2 separate regions of the Gossypium hirsutum genome follow, and region 2 is linked to region 1. A link is a contact called in public Hi-C data. All regions are on one chromosome and are shown on one strand. The core of a region is the stretch at or near the end of the contact, and the rest is flanking DNA. Distances in the headings are between cores, read along the strand shown. Region 1 overlaps LOC107913660 (a long non-coding RNA gene). Region 2 has its middle 16 kb from the start of LOC121224054.

The links. Hi-C and Micro-C count contacts between places; a contact is called where the count stands out from the background.
Region 2: a contact with region 1 is called in a Hi-C map of leaf, with 2.3 times the contacts expected there. The contact joins two enhancer-like sites. A contact is called at or near these places in 7 of 34 Hi-C or Micro-C datasets (callus, hypocotyl, leaf and 1 more).

Annotation. Positions count from the first base shown.
Region 1 is chrD11:36,741,983-36,747,147 of Gossypium_hirsutum_v2.1, reverse strand. LOC107913660 (a long non-coding RNA gene) reads left to right here. Exons shown (of 4, transcript XR_005920537.1): 4 at 884-2,338. Among protein-coding and RNA genes, the nearest start is that of LOC107913660, 4.5 kb to the left of the region's middle. Within about 2 kb of position 3,092, at least 5 of the 9 cell types and tissues checked have an H3K27ac peak or open chromatin away from gene starts, as enhancers often do. A contact at or near this core is called in hypocotyl and leaf, where this site is marked.
Region 2 is chrD11:36,912,059-36,917,055 of Gossypium_hirsutum_v2.1, reverse strand. No RefSeq gene overlaps it. Among protein-coding and RNA genes, the nearest start is that of LOC121224054, 16 kb to the left of the region's middle. Within about 2 kb of position 3,410, at least 6 of the 9 cell types and tissues checked have an H3K27ac peak or open chromatin away from gene starts, as enhancers often do. A contact at or near this core is called in hypocotyl and leaf, where this site is marked.

The DNA.
Region 1 (5,165 bases), core at 1,843-4,342:
AATAAAAACTTCTTTTCCTCTAAGAGATAACTGACGAACACTCCAACTTTCAATACTTTTAATAAATCTATCTCTGAAACTTGCAAACGCCTCCTTTTTTTGCGGTCCAATCTTAGTCGGTAGACCCAAATATCTCTTTAGATTACGCGAAACCCTTACCTCAAGAATCGCTCCGATCTGCTCTTGCCTATCGATTTGAATATTGGTATTGAAAAAAATCAGTGATTTCTCAAAATTAATCAACTACCCTGTAACCCCTTCATATTTGTTCACAACTGTTTTAATAGCACTTGCACCTTCCAAACTTGCTTCCCCAAATAATATACTGTCATCAGCAAAGAACAAATGAGTTAAAGTAAGTCCTCCTCTCCCCATCCTTACGCCTTTAATAGCTCCCTCTCTTTTCGCCAATTGAATGAGTGAAGAAAAACCCTCTACACAAATAAGAAATAAGTATGGACTCAAAAGGTCCCCTTGTCTCAAACCCTTTGAAGGCTTAAAATTTTCTCCTCTAATCCTATTAAACAGAACCAAATATTCCACCGATCGGATGCACCCCATCACAAGATTCAGCCATTCATCACAAAAATCCATTTGTTTCATTACTTGTTCAATAAAATTTCATTCAACCCTATCATAGGCCTTGCTCATATATAATTTTAATGCAAAATAGCCCCGATTTCCTTCTCTTTATTATTTTAATGTTTGTAAAACCTCATAGGCAATGATCGCATTATCTATGACTTGTTGTCCATGAACAAAAGCTGCTTGCGCCTCACCAATGCATTTGTCCAACACAGTTCTAAATCTGTTTACAATTATTTTGGATATGATTTTATACACCACATTACATAAACTAATCTGCCTGAATTGTGTCATGCAGTTTGGGGAATCAACTTTTGGAATAAGCACTATACTAGTATAGTTAATAACGTTGAACTCCTTTTTCCTATTATGAATTTCTAAACAAAACTTTGTAACCTCCTCCCCCACAATATGCCAATACTTGTGGAAGAAAAGGGCTGGGAAACCGTCCATACCTGAAGCTTTCAGTGGTGCAATACCTTTAATTGCCGTTAGAATTTCCTCGGGTTTAAACTTCTTGACAAGCTCGACATTCATGTTTTCTTGAATGTATATCGAAATTCCTGACAGTACTCTATCAGTGTTCCTCATATTTGAGGCTATGAATAAGTTTTTTAAAATGAATGTCATATTTTGAGAATGTCTAGTGCAATTAACTCATGTATTAGATTTACTTAAAAAGAAAAACATTATTATTGATAAATAGTTAATTGCACTAAACATCCTTAAGCTATGACATTCGTTCTAAATTGGTCCCCAAACTTCAAAACATTCTAATGACATGGTTAAACTATCAATGTTATATCAATCAAGTCTTTCTATTATTAAAACCATTAATTTAATCGTTAAATAACATGTCAAATCTTATGAGGCATAATTTAAAATAAAAATTTTAAATAAAAGTAATACGTCACCACATAACTTTTAAAAGTTAAAACTAAAAATAAAGTAAAATCGAAAAAGGAGAGAGTGAATAATAAAACTTTTATAACAGCTTCGAAAATCTCAAAACCAAGATTTTTACAATAATCATTTTTCTTTAAAATTTTCATTTTAAACTATGCCACATGATATTTGACATCTCATTTAATTACTAAATTAACAATTTTAATAACGGATGGACCTTATTGATATAACATTTATAGTTTGAAGGTATAATTAGAATGTTTAATGAATAGCGCAATTAACTCCTAATACATCTATCTATCTATATATATATTTATATTAATAGGAAGCCTTTGACTATGGATGTGTTTGATAAAAACTTAGTTGAAAAAATCCCAAAAGATCATTTTTAATAGGGTAAACTACACTAGTAGCCACCCAACTAGTAGCCACCCAACTATCATGTTGTTTCTTTTTTGGTCACTCAACTATGAAAAGTTACAAATCGGTCAAGTAACTATTCAATTTTTTTTCCTTTTTAGTCATATGTTGTTAAATGGTTAATAGAAAGATGACATGACAATTTTTGAAATTGGCATTATAAAAAATTTAGTCATTAACATTTACACATTGTGTCAATTTATTCTTAATTTTTAAAAATTTAGTGCTCAATGTTTACAAACTAGACAATCCTCAAATGCCTTGCTTTCCTTATACTTCAAATGACTAAGAACTTAATATCTTTCAATGATAATTAATCCAGTTTTTGTTAGCTTGAGCTAGCCATTGACGAAGCAAATCAAAGCTCATTTTTTTTAAGTTGTTAGACATACAATTAGATTAAATTAATGAAGTGGGTACTTTTTTTAATTTTCAAGTAATTGAATTAGGTACTAAAATTTGGGTTGTTTTGTTTCTTGTTGTTGTTCATTTTTACATTGAATCAAATGCAAGGACAATGTCAAAAAAATGCTACAAAGAAAAATAAAATTGCAAAATGATCAAATTACACACTATTAAAGCTTTAAGGGTTTAATTTATTTTAGAATCTATCAAATTAGCATAATATATAAATGTTGAAGGTTAAAATTGTTAATATGTCAATTTTAAAAGTTACCGCAACAACTTTTTGTTATAACAATGTTAATTGGTGACAAAAAAAATTGAATAATTATATGAAATTTTATAATTTTTCATAGTTGAGCGACAAAAAAAGAAACTTACTAATAGTAAGTGACTACAGTATAATTTTCTATTTTTATTATATTACAAGATATTTATATATTTATTTATCTATATTAATATAATTACTTTAATTCAGCATCTAATTGTGCCCCAATTTAATTGTGAAACATTCAAAGACTTTTTAAATAAATAAAATATTAATATAAAATTTATGTGATTTTAAATAGTTTATATAAAGTTTTTGTAAAAAGATTTACTTAAAAAACATAATATCAATGTTTGATCTTAAGGTAACTGTAACTAGAACTCAACCAATACTACAGTATAAATGATGTATCTAAAAACAATTGAAAAAGAAAAGCAGAAAGAGAGAGAGTAGAGTAGGCGAATGCGAATGCAAATGAAAGGGCTGAAAGTGATGTCCACGTAAGAAACGACGTGTAAGCGCGTCAAAGTAGGTCCCATGCCTACTTACGTACATACCCACATCCTTTCACATGATCCAACATTTAATTATTTCAATTTCAGTGGCTTTCGAAATTGGGAATTGAGGAATATAATATATATTTTCTTTTGAAAGAATTGAGGAATATAATATAATATAATATGGGATCCTTTTTTCGCGTTCTTTTTACGCAACTATTAACTCCTTTCATTTCTCAACGTTTTGACTTTTAATTTATTTCAACCTTACCTCTGCTCGCTTTACAATTCTTGAATCATGGTGTTTAGACGCTTTCTTTTTTTTTTTATAATTTTAAAAATTTTGGTTACTCCAATTTATTTTTATTTAGGGTCATATTTAAAAGTTTAAAATATACTGTATGTTTTTGTATTTTTCTTAATTTTAAAATTTTGTATTTTTATTTTTAAGAACTTAATTCTTTTATTTTTTAGATTTTAATATTTATGTTCAATTATTAATATTATTAAATTTATTTTATTAAATTTATTGATATAACATTTAAAAAAATACTTACTTAATAATTATGTAAAAGGCTATAAAATTTCTTTTATCAAATAAAATTTAGAGATTCAAATCTTAAAATTAATATAAAAATAAAATTATAAAAGAAAGGTTGAAAAATTCAATCAAAGCTAACCGATCTCAACCCTAAATGAGATGCCCTTACTTTAGAAGGTAATAGTTTCCCTTCACCTAAATTAATTTAAAATATCTGTGTAATATAAACCTATGGGTATCCCATCCAAAATATTCATGAGGTTGGAAGGAATAGATGCACTCATAGAAATGTGTGATCAAGCGAGCTCAAGTCAGCCCTTTTTTTTTTCTTTTATATATTTTAGTTTTAAAATTGTGTATAAAACCAACCTTTGAGATATGTGAAGAACCCAATGCCTATATTTTGGCTTTCCTCCAAATTAAATCCCAACAATCTTTTCTCAGAAGTTCTCTCTCAACCTGGCGCCGCAATTGACGTTATCTTCAGCTATCCCTATCTCTATCCTGTTGGCTACCTGTATTTTGTCATCGCCACATGATTTCACCTATATAATAATACTAAAATGTAAAAAAATTATGAGGTCTAAATTTTTTATATTTAAGTTACATCTTGAATTTATATTTATTTTTATATTGATATCCGAAATTTTTCAGTCTAAGTTAAGTTTTAAATTTGACAAAATTTTCACATATGAAGATAATTGTCAAGTTTATACCCTAATATGAAAACTATTGTCAAGTTTAAGTTTAACTTGGATAAAAAAATTCAAGCTTCAATGTGAAAAAATATTGTCCAAGTTCAAGCTTTAATATAAGAATAACCGAACTTAACTTGGGCAAAGAAAATATTCAAATCCCAACATAAAAAATGTTATCAAGTTTAAATCCCAAATAACGATTTAACCCAAATCAAATGTTGGTTGCAATAATAAAGTTGAGGTTTTTTACATATTGATGATATAGATTTAGATCTTATCATTTATAATTTTTCATTGATTTTATTTAAAATGTTAAAAAAATAAAAATACTTTTATAAAATATAATTTATTTCAAATATATAAAAGTAGTTTAATAAATTTTTTAATAAAATCGATGTTTAGTTAACTTGTGACACTACTCAATCAACAATTTAGATAATCATATAAATGAGGTTGGTATATGTATGATTTTAGTGTATATTTAATCTATATTAAAAATATAAAAAGAAATACATAAAACGTTAGAAGGAGTAAAATAGTAATTATCGAAGATACTAGATTCGGAATGAAGTATTCATTCACGAAACCTATTCTGCTCCACCACTTTTATCAACCTTTAATAAAGTTCTAAATCAATGAATTTAATGTGAAATTCATGAAGTGAATCAAGTTATTCTCTCGGTTTAGTTTTATACTATTATAAAATCTCAACATATCATTTTAATTAAAACGATAGAAAAATGAAATATCAATATTATGAAAAATATACCACTTAAACAGCATTGTGTTTTTATGGTAACAAGATGTAAAAAGCATCAATTATGAGCAAATATAGGGTTAGAGTTAGG
Region 2 (4,997 bases), core at 2,161-4,660, 170 kb before region 1:
GAAATAAAATTAAAGCCCATAAACACACAAATATACACGAACCAAACTAAATCGAGTCCCAAACACATTTACCGAGGCTTAATGGAGGGTCGGATTACACAGAAACATAAAACAGATAGTTTATGACTCAAAACAAAAATTCTGCAAAATAGGGCCACAAGGCCATGTGCCCCAGCCATGTGGAAGTGTCTAAGCCGTGTGGAGGCTTCCACGCCTGTGTAACCAAGTTACACGGCCGTGTGAGTATCCCGTGTAACTCACTGTCCAAAATACCAAAAATAAAGAGTAGAGGAGACACAACCATGTGGAGATCTCACACGCCCGTGTGGGTACACATGCCCATGTGGCCAAGCTGTGTGGAACCAAAAACCATAAAAAAAACCTAAATTTCCAATTACACAAGACCGTGTGAACCGCCCGTGTGCGGCACACATCCATGTGGCCACTCATGCGGTCACGAAACCATACCGAAACAGCTTGAAATTCGTGTTTTTGACACCAAAATGATCCTTGTCCTTTGGAAATCCAGAAATATACTGAAATATGCAGAATATCATGCAATCAATCAATAACTCAACACTTAAAATCAACATTTTCTGAAACACACCTTAAATCAGAATTGTAAACAACAAGGATTAACCGTTTCGCCTCTACAAGACTATTCTGACTCACATCTGATAACACGAAACACACAATAGCAATCTCCTTTGATGGAACAATAAATAAAAATTGTGTAAAACAAAAGAAGCAAGAACAAACAAAATTGAAATTGAAAAGAACAGAAAAATAGGAATGATGGGAAGAAAAAAGAAAAAGTAAAAATGAAAAACATGAAACTTATTTTCTATTTTAAAATTAACTTCCCATTTTAAAAATAAAATAAAATAACATAAAAATCAATATAAAAGAACTCACAGGGGTTTGAACACGAGACCTTGAGATACACTAACACACAACTAACCACTAGACCAGCAAGCCTATTCTGACATTAAAACGTGAAACTGAACCCAAACATTCAACCCACTCACTGACCCTAACCACAAACCTCAAAACTTCTAACCCCAGATTCTGGGATGTTACACAACATGTTCACTATGACAGAATGATTTATTTTCATTTTCGGATCTCAAAACAACTCAAAAACATAAACTCATTCTTCTAATCATTTTTAAGTAATCCATATAGAATTGTAATTAATCATTTCCATTTCCATTTCCATTTCCATTTCCATTTCCATTTCCATTTTAGACACCTACATTCATTTTCAAATGATTCCATTTCTCCATTTCGAAAAAAACCATAACCATTCCTAAATGTTTCCCATTTCACTTTTCCTATTCATTTCGTTCATTTATGATTCAAACACTCAATTCATTTATGGTTTCAACAAGCTAGCGAAGTGACTGATTAGACATATGTAATTAAGGCTCAAATGATTTATAATTAAGTTTCAATTTTTCACTTATTAATTATAAACTCATTTAGTCACGAAGTTATTCCGCTATAGTATCGTGATTGACCTCTCCCTAATGACATACCATTACGAAAGCAACTACTTAGTGCTTGTCCAATGGCCTTATCATAAATGTGTTACCCTCATAGGATATCCTTGATCTTTTTAGGATAATATCCGCTCTCCAAATATAATCTTATTTTATCTCATGATAACCATTACATCTTCCTTCATGAAAAGTCCATCACTATCAAATAGTGATCAAGTCATCCATCACAAAGACAGATGAACAGTGGCCACATTTACTTTTCATTACCATGCATGTCAATGAAAGGATATTATTTACCCATGTCTCAGGCTATGAATTCTACTATTGTGAATGATTCTACGTACAATAGAAGTCGTACACCCAACGCACCAACTTTCGATTCTTTATCTATTCAAACTCAGGCTTTTTCTTACATTAAAGTGTACAAGTCCCACATACATAGTCTGCCATCCACTCAAGATTTAGGTATGTCACACTATGAACGTCTCAAGTGAATAAATCCATAAACGAATTTAGGATCTATTCTGGTTGAGTCCAATTAGATGTACTGTCAGTCCAGTCAGTCACATATGTCTCTATCTTCTTGGAGTCATCCACTCTGATGCCTAAGACAAGGCATCTCTCCAATTGGACATGATAGACAACATATTAGTCTTTCAATCGATTTTCTCATTTCCAATTAGACTAAGGACATGTTTAGGTTCGTATACTAATATAAGTTATCTTTCTATACTATGATCTAACCACGTAATACCACTTAGTATTAGTTTAAGTAATAGACAACCAGTGAGCAACATTTGCTACTATTTTCCTTTGCATGCAAAAACCATTTGAGGACAATAATACAAAGTTTATTAATTGTAATAAATGAATTTTTTTATTAATCAATATATTAGGAAAAAATTACATGTTTTACAAATGAATATACTACACTTAGGGCACTAGATCCAACATATTTGTCACTTTACCTCAAAACAGAACAGAACCAATAATTAATTGATACCCTTATCTACCCTCTTTTTCTTGAATTTGCTAATGTAGAGAGATTAGAAAACTTACAAGCATGCAAGATTTCCAATTGCTATCCCTAGTCTCTTTCCTTCATGCAAGAACATTCCTCAATCTTTCTCTCTTCCATTGAAAATAAGATAAAAGAAACAAAACAGGAAAATAAAAGAATCATCCCTAGAGTAGAATGCTTCTCCTAACTATTAGTCCTTCCGACCCCTATCACCAAAACTAATTCACAGCCACATAGAAATACCTTAATCATCATGTCTCCCACTAATATATACGTAGTTATTATATTAGTGGGATTTGAAGTGAGATTTGAACTTAAATTTTTAATAGAATTGTATTTTTTTTCATTTTTGTGTAACTCTATTTTAGCTTTAAGAAGGAATTTGCTCAATGCATTGGTTCATATTTTGGTTCATAATCGATATACGGTGTGATAATAAATTTATATTATTTTATTCAGACTTAGAATTGTATTAAAAATTTGGAAGTTTACTTGATTACTTTATTTTCATCTAGATTTTGTACAATAAAAAAATAGATCACTATATGAACTAACTTATGTAAGCTTTTTTACTAATCGTGCTAGATCAAACTTTTATTCTCGGTTGAGAATTTTTTCTACTTCATTTAAAAATGAAATTTAATTTTTGTTAATGACGAATCAAATTTGGAAGAGGAGATGACGATTCATAGGGCGAAGAACATATCGAGAGTCGTAAGGGAAGGTGTTCTATTCTTAAGATAAAGAGTAAGAGGAAAAACATAAGACCTTTCCAAGGCTAAGGACTAGTATTTATAGGTGAGAGTGGCCCTCTCTTAGTCTTGGATTTTGACACATGTCTCATCTTGGTCAGACACTTGGGGAGCATAATAACCCTTTAGATAAGCGGCGATAGGATGGAGACGATTAGGCAAAGTCCCATGTGTGAGTCATGCAAGAAACCTCTCAACACCTGTCATTATGAGGTAGATCATAAGAGTTTTACATGTTATGCATGTATATGTTCACGAAACCCGACCTTGGCAAATTGTTGCTCTTGACAAGGCTGACAAAGTTGTGCCACAATGAGATAAGGGGGCGAAGCTTACATTACCAAAGTATTTTATAACAATTACCCCCAAGTTAAGGGAAGATGATATAAAGCAACCTTCCTTGAGAGGATCATCATTTTTTGTTTATAATGATGAATGCGCGTGGAATGTATGTTTGGTGAAGAGTAGCATGTGTTGTGCAAATGAGACTTTTGGACAGTGTCTTTCTTGAATTTTGAAAGGTCGTCATTTAAGTTTCCGCCAGCTAATATGACGGACACATGTCCAACCATTATTGATTAGTGGTTTTGGCAGGTCATAATTTATGGAACTCATGTTGTCTCCTTATGTGGATTCCATGATTTGAAAAAATATTCTATATATCAAACTTTAATTGGTTGATTTAATAATTCACTAATATTGTTAACATCAGGTAATATAATAAAACACATATTGATAATTTAGATACTACATTAGACTTTTTCAATGTACAAGTATTATTAACAAATATGATTTATTTTTTATTTTTTATTTTTTATTTTTTATTTTTCATTTTTGCCATCAAAATTTAAGAAAAGACAATGTGAGTTCTTCAATTCTCTTTAATGTTTGTGCACAAACAATATTCTTTTATATGGTTTGAAAGCCTAAAGAGTCCATATAGTAATTAATGATTTAGCCTGACTTTTCTTTTTCTTTAGCGGCAAGTAATTTTCTTTTACGCTTATAGGCTAGATGTGCACATCAGGACATGGATCGAGTCGTATTTAGTCGAGAGTCAAATCTAATTAAATTGTTATTTGAAAATCTTTTATGTTTCAACAATTATTCATAAAATATTAAATTATATTTTTATATTAGTATTTGAAAATTTATTTCATGTACCGTTTAAACTCCATAAATAAGTTGAAAATTTAATAAATATATTATAGGATATAATAAAAATAAAAAAATTAATTATATAAATAAATATAACACTTGTCACTTGTAAAATTAAAAAAAAATATTCATAATGTATCAAATAATTATCCTTCATATTAATATACTTTGTAATTAAATTTAAATTAAAACAATTTTTGTTGCTAAGTGGTAATTTCGATCCTTTCAAACCAGCCGAATTATGAATAACTTTATCTAAGGCGGGCCTCAATCCAAAAAAGTAGGGCCTATTAGATGGAATAAGTAGTCCAAACCTTAGACAATTTAAATATTGAGATATAATATAAATTATTTGGCTTTTAAATCTCATTACTTTAAATGTAGGGCCTATTTTTTTTTTGTTAAGTCGAAATTTATTAGAAATGAAACGTTTAAAATCGGGATACAAAATTAGCGAATATCAATTGATTGAGTTTTAGTTTAATTAGTATCGACATCATCATCAATAAAAAAAATGTAAGTTCGAGTAAAACGTATTTATCCTCTTATTTAAATATTGAAAAA